Regions from separate parts of the Rattus norvegicus genome. Here region 2 is linked to region 1. Evidence: chromatin contacts called from public Hi-C data. All regions are on one chromosome and are shown on one strand. The core of a region is the stretch at or near the end of the contact, and the rest is flanking DNA. Distances in the headings are between cores, read along the strand shown.

Region 1 (7,572 bases), core at 1,034-3,533:
CAGTTCTGAAGGCTGCACCACTCCCAGGCTGACAGTTCTAGTTACTAAGAAGGCCAGGCTGACCAAGCCATGAGGAACAGTTCAACAGGGCAGCACTCCTCTGTAGCTTCTGCACCAATTCCTACCTCCAGGTTCCTTCCTGACTTCCCTGGATGAGGTAATACAAAATGTAATACAAACTTTGTTCTCCAAGTTGATTTTCCTCATGGTGTTTTAATCACAGCAACAGAAAACCCTAAGACAATGGGTATTAGAATAACAATTTAAAAGTCAGTTGGATACTTTGTAACTGTCTCAGGTTCCTTCAGAGGGCCTCTGACATCCCCAGCTGAGCTTTGACCAGGTTATTGTATCAGGTATGATTTTTTTCCAATGTATTGGGCCTAAAATCCAACAAGAAAGCCTGTGGCTAACCCCCAAGCAGCCACACCACTATTGGACTGGTGGGTAATTCTTGCCTGAAAGATTGGTATTGTGAACTCATAGCATCCGAGGCTGCTTGTGTGAAACCTTTGTAAAACGTCCCATTAGAGTTCCATCACAGACAAGCCTTATCAGGCCCTACCCTCCTGTAGGGACTACAGATAGTTAAAGGTTGCAGGAGTGAGGGAGCCATCTTTCTCAGTGACATAGCCACTGGTACATTGCCCCTGTTCCAATAACTACTCTCCATGGTCATTCAGGAAGCCCTAATGAACTCCTCTCCTTCCCCCCTTCCCCCTCCCCCTGCCCACTCCTCTCCCCTCCCCCTCCCCGTCTCTCTCTGTGCACACCTGTGTGTGTGTGTGTGTGTGTGTGAGAGAGAGAGAGAGAGAGAGAGAGAGAGAGAGAGAGAGAGAGAAGGAGGAGGAGGGAGATGTTTGGAAACAAGAGAGGGCAAAGAGAGGGGGTTAAGAGGAGATAATGGGCAGCTTTAATAAAAGAACATAGTTTATGTGTATGGAATTGTAAAAGTGTAAAAGAATGAAACAATAGACAACAAAACTGTACTCTTTGCAGACATTTTCCATATGAACAACTGAGAGAGAGAGAGAGAGAGAGAGAGAGAGAGAGAGAGAGAGAGAGAGAGAGAGAGCACAGAAGAGAGGGGTGTGGATATGAATACGCAGATCAGTTCATCTCGATTTCACCATCCTTTCTGAGATGTTTGACACTTTAGGCATATATAGAGCCATTCCGGGGCATCTGGGCTCAGTGTAGGCTGGGGTGAGCACCCTGAAAACTGCAGCCACTACTGCCATGCCATCCCCCTTCTCGGCCTTGCAACCAGGCAAGGTTAGTGCAGCTGCAAATGGAGGACCCTAGAATGGCAGCTGCATGGGAGCCTGGGACCTGAGACAGACAGACAGACCGTGGGTGGAGGGCACCTGCTGGGATGGACAGTTATTGGCAGCTACACTTGCAGAAACACCTACCTGTGTACTCAGTGCGGTATGTACCTGTACCCATGCTGCGGAAGACACTCTCAGTCATTGATGGTCACAAAAGATGCTCATACTAAAAAACATACAGAGGCCATGATGTGCCAGGATGCAGGCCTAGAGCAAGAGCACTCACTGGTTGCCTTGGATGGACCTGTTCTGGTCTAGGTTGGGGCTCCTACACTTCCTAATAGGATACCCTGTGAACCCAGCGATCGCACACCTACTCTCCCAGCAGGCCAGCCAGAGGATAAAGTGAACCTGAAATCAGTCACTGCTGTCTAATACAAAAGTAGAGGTGTGGGAAAGAAACTCAGGTTCCGAATAGCCTGCTCGGCCCTGCCCTGCCCTGCCCCATTCACCCGGGCCATGAAGGATTCACATTCATTCATAAGCAGATCCACTCCTCCCAGTACACCACCCACTAGAAGGAAAGGCGGGCGCCAGAGGGGCTGTAGCACGGGGAGGAATGGAGTAGAGCTAATATCAGCTCTCCGTTTTGCCCTTAGGTGAGACGTCCCACAGAACTGCAGCAGTGCAGTTGGCAGAGGACTTTGGAGTAACACACCAGGAGAGTTTTCACAAAAGAGCAAGAGTGGATGGTTAGATACTACTGACCTTGTCTCTACCCCATGTTCTCAGGTAAGCGGACAAAACACCCCCCTGCTGGGTTATATGTGTGAAGGATGCCCAGTGCTTACCACAGGTCTGCTTCATCTCCTCTCCCTGCCACTCCTCTCTGACCCTCCTCCCCCTTGTACCCCTCCTCCCTGCTTTACTCCCTCCTCTATCCCCTCCCCTCTCCTCTCCTTTGCCCTCCCTAGCCCTGCCCTCTCCTTCCCTACCCTCCTCCCGGCTGTCCCATGGTTGAGGCGAGTGCTCTGCCGCCCCCGCCACCATTGCCACTCCACCCCCTGGTGCAGAGCGAAGCTGCAGTGATAACTCCGATGTGTGTGGTGGAGTCGCTGCCTGGAACCCCTGCGATTTTGCCGGGTCGATCCTCTGCACCCTAGCACACTGCTAACACCAGTGACCCAATCTAGACCACTGAGCTGAGTCCTGTGAGCCCGCGGGGCACACAGGGATGGAACCCCGCGGTTGCTTTGCGCTCTGGGTGCTGTTGCTGGCGCAGCTCAGTGAGCAGGTGAGTGGCGCTAGGGCCAGCATAGTCTCTGAAGGCTGGAAGTGCATTCCTCCCTCGGCCGAACTCTGCAGTGCCGTTTTACTGAGGTGTCCTCATTTTTTTTTTTCTAGCAAACACCTGCGTGCGCCCTAGGAGCTGCAGCTGCAGCGACTGAGCGCCTGGGAGACCCTCATCCTCCCTCTTCCTCCGGGTCGGACTGGCTGGAAACCAGCGGTAAGTTCGCGTGGTGGGAACTCTCGGTTCCTCACAGGTAAGCGGCCACAACCCCCTCTACACTGGTCTAAAAGCCTCCTGGGGCTTAGGACGCCAAAAGCTTTGAAGATACCATCCTGCTTTTACATTTCATTCTGAGCACACGCTCACGAATAACTTCCGACCAATGTCTGTATCATATTTCCTAGTAAAATGGTAAAATAGCCAGTGTTACATTGGAGAAGGGGTGATATATCTGAGCGTAGGGAGACTCCAGGTCACTCTATATATTAACACAGTGAAAGCAACATTAATGTATACACCAAATCTATCTTAAGCAACGTAGTCCCCACTCCAGCATCTCCCCTCTTGCCTTTCAGCCTTCTCCACCTTTGACTGTCACAGGAAGAAACAAAAGGCCACTTAATATCACTAGCACAGGGGACATCCCGGGGAATATTAGTGTTCTGTCCTGGACCTCCTTGGACTAGAATCGGAGTCTTCTACAAGGCACAGTCATCTCAGTGATTATTCACAAGTGACTGTCCCCTGTGAAGTGTCCTAGCAATGACAGCTGATGACCAAGAAAGCGAACAAGCGCACTTGCTAGGAGGCTCTACTCCGAGCTGGGTCCATAGCAAAGGCTGGACTTTACTCACCCTGTCCTGTCTTGGGATGAATTAGCCTGAGAATGTTAGGAGAATTGGCGACCAGAGGCGAGCCAGGTTTAATCTTCTCGGCAGAGTTTCAGAAGATGTACACAATTAAAGAACTGACACTCCGGATATCTTCATTATCGCTTTCTTCCTCATGATAAACTTAGAACTGAATTCTTCTTATTGTTAAGGGTTAGATGAATCTCGACCTGAGTGCCACTGGAGGGCGCCAGACGCAAACAGTACAGTGACTTAGCCTCTGCAAGGGAAGGCTGATTGTGTTTGAAGTCCACCCTCTGTCACCTGCATCTCCAACCAGCTTCTACTCCTCTTATTTCTATTCCCGAAACATCAGGACCCACAGGAGGTGTCCATGCTCTAACTTAGAACTTTGCTCTGCTTTCAGAATAAAATCGGAAAAATCCCATAGGGACTCGTGGCATTTTGTACATTAATTTATTATGTGTGTAGGGTGCATGGCATTGTGGTCACGGGACAACTTGTGGGAGTTCAGGGATCAAACTCTGGTTGTCAGACAGCATGGAGCAGGCTGAGTAACCCAGCCATCCCACTTGGGACACTTCTATTGCACTGATGAAGTGTTATCCAAGATGATAACATTATAGACAGAACACTATTCAGGAAGAGAAGACAAGCTTAGTGCCCAAGGCCACAGGCAGGCTTCTCATGCCTAATGTCTCGGTCCTGGATCCCAGAGGCAGTGCTTTCATGGGAGACTCTCACTTGCCTAGTGTGCAGAGAGGGTGTGAGTTCTTGCAAGCTGGTGTTAACTTGTGGAGGCAAGATACCGTAGCCCCTTCCTGGTTATCAAAAGAGAAAGAGGCAGAGTGGACAGCAGTCACGCAGCAGAGGCAAGGTGTGACAGAGCACATGTGACCTTCAGGTCTGCATATTGTGCATGGCTCATGTCCATGATACAAGGTAAATTTTTTTTCTTTTTCTTTCTTTCTCTTTTTTTTTTTTTTTTTTTTTTTCGGAGCTGGGGACCAAACCCAGGGCCTTGCGCTTGCTAGGCAAGCACTCTACCAGAGCTCAGAGCTAAATCCCCAACCCCTGGTAATTTTTTTAATTAACTCTTTTGAGCTGTTTTGAGTTTGACCTAAGGTGAGAACTGTAAGGGTTTTGGCTGTTTTTGCTGCATTTGTGCAGTAATTATGCAGTAGGGAAGGGAGCCTCACAGACCCCTTGAGGCAATGATGGATAACTAAACTGAGATAAATTGAGTTATCAAGCACGAATGCATCGATTTACATCTTGATGGCTTTTTATTGCCTTTTATTTCTTGTTTCCTCAGTGGTTTTCTTCCATATTTGTCATTGTGATAACATCCATGGTTTCTGCAAGAGCATGGCACAGATTTTAAGCTTTTTAAAAACTTTGAGCTTCCAGATCTCAAGGCAAACTTCAGAAATTCTTTAGGCTTTTAGCTGGGGGATAGAGAGATTGCTCAGAGGCTAAGGGTACTGACCACCTCTGCCTCCCTCCATTCTTGTTCATTGCCCCAGGCAGTCTCATTTCTAATTTAAATATTGTACATGAGTATGTTTTACACACATGTGCAAACTGTCAGCTCCCTAGTAAGAAACAGTTTATATTTGTTTTTCTGGGTCTTATTTTACTTACTTACATTGATGATCTATGGTTACATACATTTTCCTGCAAGCAAATGACTTGGCTATTTACCCCTTCTCCAATGTGTGTGTGTGTGTGTGTGTGTGTGTGTGTGTGTGTGTGTGTGTGTGTGTGTGTATCTGTTTGCCTGTCAGTCTTTGCGCTTATCATTTTCCATATCTGATCAACAGATGACTAGGTGATCACCTAGGCTGATTACATAACTCGGCTACTGTGAAAACTGTTGAGAGTCTCTGTGGTATGCTGACTGTGTGTTGTGTAAGTACATATCCAGGATTGGTATGACTGGATGACATGGCTGCAATTATCTTTCTGCGTACAACGACGCTCACTAATTAGGCTAAGAACAATGACTTGTGCCTCTTGTCTTTATTCCACTATACTCGAAGGAAGGGGTAGTAGCTAGAAGGGATACTGAATCCCATGAGGATTCAGATGTGCTAGCTAACAATACCCCAGGCAACCTGCCTGTCTCACAGAGCAGAGAGTGCCATGTGAAGGAAAGTGCTTTGGCAAACTGCAAAGCACCCATGAAAGGACAACAGATGTACCTACATTCTCTCTTCAGACTTGTTGAGTCCTGCTGTGCTTCCCTGCCCCCTTTGCCATATATCAGGTTGTCTGATCCTCCATAATCCTATGTAACGTCTTATAAAAGACAGAGTGTCTTACCCGACCAAAGCTAAATTGCCTACTCTGGTCTCTGATGCATCTCTATCTGCTGCCCATCCATCCATCCAGCTGTTCCCAGTACAGTATGGCTAGGTGTATAGATTAGGCTTGGGACTGGAGGAAAACACACCAGCTTTGGACTAGAAGAAGAAGGAGGTCTCAGTAGCAAAAGCCCTGGCCTTAAGCTCTGATATGTGGCAGGCACCGTACCCAAAGTCTTGGTGCCCTCCCATCCTCACCCTGACATGATGGTCAGCAGTAGAGAAACCCATCAGGGTGCCCTGCCTCTAATCTCCAACCCTCCCTGACTCTCCTAAACCCAACCACATGGCTTTTGTGGCATGTCCATGGCCACTGTCTGTGCTTCCAGTTTATCTGTCTATTGTTTGTCAGAAGGGACTAGCAGCAGACAGACAAGTGCCCTCCCAAAATAAATTGGTGATAATTGCCTGGATATCACTCACCTATAACCAAGTCATAACTAGAGTCTGAACATGCTGAGTCAGAAGTGCCCTGGTTCCCAAGCATCTAGGAGAGCTACCTCTTAAGAGCCTGTTGGTCGGGCTGGAGAGATGGCTCAGCCGTTAAAGGCTAGGCTCACAACCCAAAATATAAGAGCGTATTGGTCATCCATAGAGGACACCTGTGTTTGGAATGTTGGAGTTGGTAAAACTCCAAATGTGCTGTGTCTCCAGTCCGAAGGATCGCCTGCTGGACTGTCAGGTTAGACCCCTCTAATCCCCGTTTGAAGTGATGGGCTTTCTCCTCACTGTAAGCTCAGAGAAAGGCCTGACACTTTGCTGGCCTGTTGTGTTTAGCGATTAGGAAAAAAAAAATATAGGCACAAAACCCTCCCAACCTTCATATACAACTGGACACACTCCACGCTTAATTAAATATTTCAAAGACATGAACCAAGCTAATCTCAAACTAAAAAAAAAAATTAACCTTGGCCTTGAAAAAGTCACCTTGGCCACAGGTCTCAGCTGATAACATGGCTGAGTAGTCAGCTGTGACCCTGATCTAGAAGCGCAACCCTTGACTCCCACCTCTTGGAAAGAGACATCCCTGGATTGTGGACAAAGAGAAGATATTGTAAATGGTAGTAATGAGTGGGGAAAGACCTGGTCATCATCTTAAACAATAAAAAGATGATTTTCCAGAATGGCAGAGCCATTTCAATATACATAGAATCTCAGCAGACCTCAGGAACCTAGTTCTGCCGACTGTGGTGGGCGGTGACTCTGAGTACTGTATGGGCAGATTCTGCACTCTCAGTCATATAAGCCTGACAGAGTCTTGGAGGTGTCTTTCACTTTTTATAAGTTGGCTTAGTTGAATGCTCTTCAGACCAAGACATCAGAGAATGGTAAGACCTGACCCAGGGATAGGCTCACAATGATGTCACAAGAACTCAGCTGGACAAAAGGAAGACCAGGGCAACAGGCAAGTTGATGGTAGCTCAGGGGTGCTGCATGTGAGCTTTTCGCTGTAGTGATCTGTGGATCCTGGCATGTGACTCTGGTCTGCATTCCCTCCTGTGTGTTCAATGATTTCTGAATTAAATAAACAACAAGGTGGAATATCATATTTTCTGTGCTTTTTTCAGGTTTATATCTTCCTGGTAAACTTTCTTATGCTTTTTATATTGGATATTTTATGTATTTACGTTTCAAATGATATCCTATTTCCAGGTCCCCCCTTCCCATCCCTCTTCCCCCTTCTTCTATGAGGATGCTCCCCCTCCCACTCACCCACTCCCACCTGAACACCCTGGCATTCCCCTACACTGGGGAAAGGAGCCTTCACAGAACCAAGGGCCTCTCCACTATTG
Region 2 (7,885 bases), core at 4,255-6,754, 210 kb after region 1:
TAGCCAGGACAAACAGAAACATATTTCACTAAGCTGCGTCATGAGCCGCAGGTACCCTGGGGTCACAGGAGAAAGCCAGAGCTCCAGACAACTGTGGCTCTGGGGACAGCGGATATAGGACCAGGCAGAGTGGACTGACAGGTGGAGGGCAAGGCCTACAAAACCTGTCCCTGTGTACAGTCCCAAGTGCCATCTCCCTTCCCATAAGGAGCACCTTAAAGGCTATAGTGGAACGGGGCTATTTCTAAAACACACACACGGGGAAAGATCGCCACCTGGTGTCCAGATACTAATACTTCCTCTCAGAAGGAGAAAGTCAGTGTCTGAAGACATCACAGAACTGCCTGCAGACTTTAAGGGGTGGTTGTTTTTGTTTTTGTTGTTGTTGTTGTTTGTTTTGTTGTTTGTTTGTTTGTTTTTAAATTAGTAACACGGGGTTGGGGATTTAGCTCAGTGGTAGAGCGCTTGCCTAGGAAGCGCAAGGCCCTGGGTTCGGTCCCCAGCTCCGGAAAAAAAAAAAAAATTAGTAACACAATTCAGCCCACTTTTGGGTGATTGATCAGATGAAAGACTACTTTCCTTGTATGTGTTTGTCAGGGTGCACATGCATCTATGTGAGCATGCACACGGCAGTCGATGACAGGTTCCAATGTCTTTCTTCAAGTGCCATTCACCTTGGTTTAGAGACAGCGCCTCCCACTGACCTAGAAATCATCAGGCAAGCTATTCTGGCTGTCCAGGAGGTCTCAGGGATCTGTCATTCATTGCTTCCCAAGCACTAACATCGCAAGTTCATCTCCGTTTGTTTGTTTGCCTTTTAAATGTGGGCTCTGGGAATCAGAATCAGGTCCTCTTGCCTGGGCATTGTGCAGCAGGCACTTTGGCAATGGAGCCCTCCCAGCCCATGAATATATCTTCTCATAAAGCAAAACACAGTGACCTCAAATAACTAATAGCTTCCCATGATGAATTTTCCTTTGTTTGTGAACCTAATCTGTCTGCCACCCTGACTGAGTGAGAGGCATGGCACTCGGTTAAGAAACCAGTTGCCTACCAATCAGATCAACTTTGGACATGTTGCTTCTAGAAGCTACAGATGTCTAGAGGCGGTGAAGGTGTGAGGTGAGAATGCAGGCCTTTACGTAGATTCTCCAAACAGCTGGAGAGCTGGAGGGACTGGACAGCACGGGAATCTCTTGGTGCCCTGGATAGAACACAGGTACCCTGAAGGGCTGAGGGCATGGACAAAGGACCACAGTTCTTGAAAGTCTAAGAGGAAATAGTCTCTCTCTCTCTCTCTCTCTCTCTCTCTCTCTCTCTCTCTCTCTCTCTCTCCCCTCTCCCTTCCCCTCCCCCTCCCCCTCTCCCTCTCCTTCTCCCTCTCTTTCCTTTTCTCCTTTTCTCCTCTTTCTGGCCTCTGTCTCTATTTGTCTCTCTCTCTTTGTCTGTCTGTCTGTCTCTGCCTGTGTGTATTTGGGCATGTATCTGTGTGCCCGTGGGGAGAAAGAGCATCTGCAAGTGTGCTCATGTGTAGAGGACAGAATTTGACCTTAGGTCTTTCTTCCATTTTCTCCAGCTTCACTTTTGAGTCTCACACAGGATCTGAAGTTTCTAGATCCTACTAGAATACCTACCAGCATTGCCAAGAGCTCCTTCAGTTTCTTCCTCCTAAATGCCCACTGCTGCATAGTGTCTTTGGCTTGGATGCCGGAGATCAGAACTCATGTCATGCCCCTACCTAGATGTTCTTTTTAAAGTACTGTCTTTTCTTCCTAAGAGCAGGCTGAGATAGGTCTTAGGCTGTTTCGTGTTGCCAATGCAACACAACAACTGGGTAAAATTTAAACAGAAGTTTACTCCGTTTATGGTTCTGGAAGCCTAAACCCAGGCGACAGCCTTCTTGTAGAGTCTCAAGGCAGTTAGTGTGGCACTGAGGATCAGGAAAGCAGATGCTTCCTCTGGTCTGCCTCTCACCCCTTCCAAAGACACAAATGATCATCTCAGGGGCACCACAGTGATGGCCATATCTAATCTTAGGTATTTCTCTAAGTCTCTTCACCTAAACAGCAACAACTGAACACTCATTGCTTTTTCTGTGGGGTGTTTTGCCTGCTGAATGCAAGAAAACAAATCCAAGGTGCCTTGGGCAGTAAAGCCAAGGGTTCTCTGGCCGCATTCTCTAAAAGGACTCATCCCAGCAGGATGCTGTGTCTACAGAGCAGACTAGCTCTGTAGCCTGACCACTCCCTTTGGATTTGGGTGCTTATTCTGCGCGTGCTTCCTCAATTCGCCTTTAATCTTAATCTCTTCCTGCCACTCTGCAGAGATGTAAATAGGTTGAAGCTTTGCTATTTTCCACCACTTTTGCTGGAGAATCTCTCCGTAAATCCAACTGAAAGTAGTCAGTATGAGTCCAGTATGAGTCGTGGTTCTGCTTAAATGCTTTGCTTTGAAATCTCCTCTAGCAAATCTAGAACGTCCTCCTAGTGACTCACTTTGCAGTTGAGTCCTCTACAAGCCCCTGGCCAAGTTGCTTGTGATGTTGTAACCAGGGTGATGTTGTAACCAGGGTGAGGACGACCTTTCCCCAATTCCCAGTAGGCTCCTCCTTTTCACCTGAGAGTAGTTCCTTACTCTCATATTCTGAGGCCCCGAGAACATTCCAGAAGATCCATTGGAACATCCTAGGTTCCTGTTCCTCCAAAGTTCTTCCTGCTTAATCTATCACTTACTTCAGACATGCCTATGTTGTTGGGTGCTTGCTGTTAGCAATCCCCTCCACACCTGGAACAAATCTAAGTTTGTTTGGTGTTTCTCGTTGCAAAATGCCACAGACTGAGTGATTTTTAAGAAGAGATTGATTAGGGTTCCCTGATGCAGTGGCCTAAGGCTGAAAGAGAACACCCGGCAGTGGTCTTAACTCTGGGGAGTCCCCAAGGCAGGGAATTGCAAGGCAAGGGACAGGGAGTGCCCCTGTGTGTCTCCTCCAGTCTCCCTCTGCTTTTCTGAAGCTACTGCACCCCATCATGGGGCTTCACACTGATGACCTTACCTAATCCTTCTTGTCTGCCTGAGTTTCTACTTCTAAATGCTCACCTAATGGTGTGGGTGTGAATTCCTATTCTCGTATTAGCACGCAAAAGGAAATAAGCTACCGCATGTGTTTGGGAGGGAAAGAACCATAGCAAGTTTTATTTATCTGTCTTCCGAGATAGATAGAGCCATCAAAGAATGTCAAAAGCTCACTTGTGGTTTAAAAAAAATGGCACCACACAATTTAAATTGTAGTATTTGCAAAATTAGTTAGCTAGTGGTCTACATTTTATTCCCAGCACTTGGGAGGCAGAAGCAGGCAGATCTTCTCTCCAGGTCGAGGCCAGCCTAGCTACAGAGCAAGTTCCAGGACAACCAAGTCTACAGAGAAACCCTGTCTTGGAAAAAAAAAAAACCCTAACAAATAAAAATAAGAAAAACTAGTTGAAATTAAGAAGCAAAAAAAAAAAAAAAAAGGAAGATGGTGTTGACTCAGGATTGCAGGAATAAATGGGGAGCCTGGAAGGCCAAGTGGGACAGTGGGACTTCCACACAGTTAAGTTAGCAGGCAGAGCGTTTCAGAAAAGAGACAAGTGCCGGAAGTGTGCTGCGGCAGAACACAGCTTTGCAGGCCCCTGCAATGCAGTGTTGCAGTTTTGCCAGAATATACTAGAGTGAGAGGGTGGAGGTTTCTTCTCTGCTAAGGCAATTTGCATTAAAAATAAATACATAAAAATAAACCCACCCTGATGGGAAATAAAATTACTGTGAAGATAAATCTGTATGGGTCAGAAGTAAGAACTGGACAGTTGTCAGGGTCAACATCAATTTCCCTGGTCCCTAATGGATGACATGGTTTGCTTCACAAGGCACACTGTTCTCTCCTGCATCTACTCACTTCCCCTTCTCTAACTGTCCCAGAAAGAAAGAGAGAGAAAGAGAGAGAGAGAGAGAGAGAGAGAGAGAGAGAGAGATTGATTCTAGATAAAGAAAGAGAGATAGTCTAGTGTCCTGGGCCCCAACCCCACTGTGAGACCACTGATCCTTGTATCCACAGGAATTCCATGTTGGAAGAAGGAAATGGTTGAAACCAAGGACCAACCAGAACAGAAGCCTATATCTAGACAAAGACTTTCCTCAAAGTTTTGGCAGCTTGTCAAAGTTTGCCTTTCAACAGAAACTAGAGCCAACACAATGATGGATTTATGATAGGAAGGGCCACAGACACCATGATTACTTATACATGCCTCCTGCTCTTCACTTAAACCTAAACCTGTGTCATGACTCTCAAGATGGACTTGAAGTCACAGCTGAGGGTGGAGGTAGTTACTGGATCTTTTTCTTTCTAATGTGATCACTTTGGATATATGTTTTTCTGTTTTTAACTATAAATTGTGTCCTTTAGTTGGCCTGTTGAGGTTAGGCAGCCAGGCCTAACTTTTTAGTTACCAGGGATTGGCTCTGACCCTCAACCCCAACCCAATGTTCTGCTTGTAGTCTTACACATTCTGTTGCCAGCCTCTGAGGAAACCTGGGCCGTCTACACAGACTGTGTGTCAGGTTATGGGCCTGTCTTGCTTGGGTGTGAACAACAATGACAAGACGTTCAGCTGTTTTGGAGTATCTGTTTGGTCTTTTCAACCTCAAAGAAGATAGCTTGAAGAAAGGAACAGTGTGCGAGGCGTCTGAGGTGTACTTTCCATCACGAGACATCATCGCCACAGGACCGACAGGTCTGGATGCCCTCTTAATAAATGCAACAGTATTGTTGAAATTTCAGAGATTGGGACTTTGTAACAGAAGACCAGGAACCGCCAGAAACTTCCTAGTAGACAGATACTGATGGCAACAAAGAACATTTCTGAGAGTAGTGGATACAATGTTAGGAGGTCCACCAGAGATCAAGCCCTGATTTCTAGTTGCTGTTAAGGCTGAATGTGGATCTTGCCTTTTCACCTCTCCAGCAGAAATGTGACCGTGGTTGGGAAACCGCTCGAAGAAGTTATTCCGTGTGCTATGTGCAGACACACCCCACACATTAGCTGTAGAGCACGGAGCCCTGGAGGATGGCCTAGGAGGGTGTTCGCCCCCGATGCCGCGAGGCATTCCGGGAATTGTAGTTTTTCTTCCGCTCCCTACTTGACTACTGGGAGAACAGTTCAGCTCTGCAACTTGCACTCTGCAGACCCAGGCTCGGGTCCTCCCTTGGCAGTAGGCATGACAATGACGTCACAAAACCCCGCCCCTTGGAGGCTAAAGGGATTTAGATGTCTACACAGGGCCTGTAATGAGGCAGCTGACAGGGGCGCACAGACAGTTAGTGAGGGCAGGACCTGGCTCTTGTTCAGCTCTTCCAGGGTGTGTCCTAGGGATTTGCTCTTTGTGCGGTCCCGCTGCGTGTTGGCTTTTTAATCAGGCGGGGCTGCGGACAGCCCTGATGGGGGCGGGGCCGGGTGGGGCGGGGACCTCGTGTGCTGTCGTCGCTTTAGGCCCTCCGGGCTGCGCCGCTCCTCAGTGCTCTGAGCTGCTTCGCTGGTCCGAGCCTTAGGCCGGCTCGACGGGGACCTCAGTGCACGCATGGACCTGCCCGCGCCCGGCGGGAAGCGGCCAGGCTGGCGGTGGCCCGGGCGGCGGAGCAGGGCCGAGGCAGCGGGCCCCTGAGCGCGCGCCCTGCAGGCCGGGCCGCAGCACCATGATGCCCGGCGAAACGCACCCGGCGGCGCCCGGGCCAGCCGACCTCGCGCGGTGTCAAGGCTGCGCCTCCCTGCAGCAGGTGCGAGGATCCATGGCCGACCGGTTTGCGTTGTTTTGGGGGCGGGTGCGGGTGCGGGTGCTTTGTTTAATCTCAGACCCAGAATTGGTTCAGCTGCTGCGATGCTGGCGGGGGACAGTGAGCGTGCTCTTCTGGGCTCCTTCTCGCCTGCGGGACTCAGGGGTTTGCAGGGCCGAATTGGGTTGGTGGGTGACGCTGTCTAAGTGCGGAGGGAATCATCCTCTCTGGGATGAAGGCCTCCTCGCACTCCTAATTATTTGTTGCTTGAAGGCAAGGGTTTTATGTTGCGTTCCCGGTTTGCTAGACTTCAAGATTCGGAAGATACATTTCAGCTTACACGTATCTATTAATATACCATCAAGCGTAGCTTTTGTTAAGTAGTATGTTAGTTGTCTGATTAAAATGTCCCAATGAAGATATGTAGGTCTGGTTAGTTTGTTACAGTGGCATGCCCTGTTCTTAACAATGAATCATTGCAGATAGGTTCTGGGCTTTACTGATGCAATGGAAGTAGTCCCCAGTGCTCAGTTCTGGAGACTCTCACAGCTTTCTGTCTTAAAGTCCCGTTCAATTATTGTCAGTGGCATAAGGGAACTCGCCCTTGCCCCTGTTCAGTTCGTCCCCTTTCTGCCTGGTGTTCTAAGTACTGTTCACTTTCTGGTAAGCCAACTGGACACGGATAAGATGAACGAACGTGCACAAGTACTACTCGACAGGCTTTTAGATGGAAAATGTAAGAGGGTCCTGGGTGAGGTGTTGAGGCAGTGGGAGTTGGAATGTTGAAAAGCAGCTCCGGATATCGGTTTTTAACAGGTGGGACGGTTTCTTGGTGTTGGATGAGCAAAGCCTGTGGAAGGAAGCCTTGTGGTTGGTGAGATAAGGGATGCAGACCAGGTAGTTATCTGTGGAAACCTGATTTTTATTGTAAAGTGCAATGTCTCTGCGACGATTCATATATTCTAGTCGTTTGGGGAATAGGAAATGGGAAATATGGCACTCTTGTATGGAGAAGATGGAGAACCAAGCCATGTTGTAGCGAGGCTACATCGTGTAGACATCTTATAACCCTCCCCTTCCTTTCCAAGGTTCTGAATGGCATGCATCTTTAATGGACCATATTTGTGTTTTGAGCCTATTCACTCAAATTTTTTTTTGTTATCCTACTGGTTTATATGTAAATGTATATGTAAAGAGAAGAGGAAAGTTATATTAGAAGTAACATATTGGTAACAAACAGGCAAAAAATAGGAGGGGCTTGAGTGGGTAAGAACCAGGCCTGAAGAGGCTGGGATTTTGTGGTCTTCGGAAAAATCATATTTGAGCAAGGTTGTAGGAGTATGAGTTCTTTTGATTATTTTCTTTGGAGCCAGACATCCTAGTGGATGCCTTGAGGCCCGAAGTAATTCCTGGTGTGCTTGTGAAGAAGATGAAGGCCCGTGAGGCAGGGTAGACTTTAGTATTTGCAGATGTCAAAATAGCCAGAAGAGCCCTGGTTGTATGAGCTTGAGCTTCCCCGGATGAGGTGGTGAGTCACTGCAGGTATATTTGTACAAACAGCTGTGTGACCCATGCCTCTCAGCCCTCTGCAGAGCTTCATCCACACACTGCCCACCACGAGTCCCTGTCCTGTTGAATCAGCAGTACCATTGAGTTCTTTAGGTTGCTTAGGCCAGAAACTGGTGACCATCTTAGTGCCTCCCTTCTTTGACACCCTGGATCCGGTTGGTTTGCTGGGTTTCTTGACCCTGCCATCTCTATTTCTTACCACCTTCACTGTTGGAAGCATTCTAATCTATGGCCTAGAAGCTACTGCTTTTGATTCCCAAGGGCATCTTTTTTTTCCCTTCCCTCCAAGCCATACTCTCACATTGGTGAATAGTGAGTAGAGGAGAGGTTCTTTTAGCTCTGTATACACCTGGTATGTAAACTTTGTTCTGTCAGAGGCAAGATCATAAGTAACTGTGGAACATTGTTCACACTTGCCACTGAGGTGTGAAAGCAAGAGTAAGAGTCCCAGGGCCGTGCTCCCACCAAGAGAAGGGTAGCTTCTGAGAGGGCTTTTCAGGCAGTAGTGTTTCA

What was found. Hi-C and Micro-C count contacts between places; a contact is called where the count stands out from the background.
Region 2: a contact with region 1 is called in a Hi-C map of kidney, with 8 times the contacts expected there. The contact joins the promoter of Ice1 here to the promoter of Adamts16 in region 1. A contact is called at or near these places in 11 of 12 Hi-C or Micro-C datasets (the A7r5 cell line, Schwann cells, frontal cortex and 6 more) and 1 of 1 datasets of contacts at active chromatin or transcription factors (oligodendrocytes).

What each region holds. Positions count from the first base shown.
Region 1 is chr1:34,256,616-34,264,187 of GRCr8, forward strand. It overlaps Adamts16 (ADAM metallopeptidase with thrombospondin type 1 motif, 16), which reads left to right and starts at 2,284. Exons shown (of 23, transcript NM_001372015.2): 1 at 2,284-2,565; 2 at 2,676-2,778. The coding sequence starts at 2,506.
Region 2 is chr1:34,463,335-34,471,219 of GRCr8, forward strand. Ice1 (interactor of little elongation complex ELL subunit 1) reads left to right here and starts at 5,505. Exons shown (of 19, transcript NM_001427643.1): 1 at 5,505-5,806. The coding sequence starts at 5,726.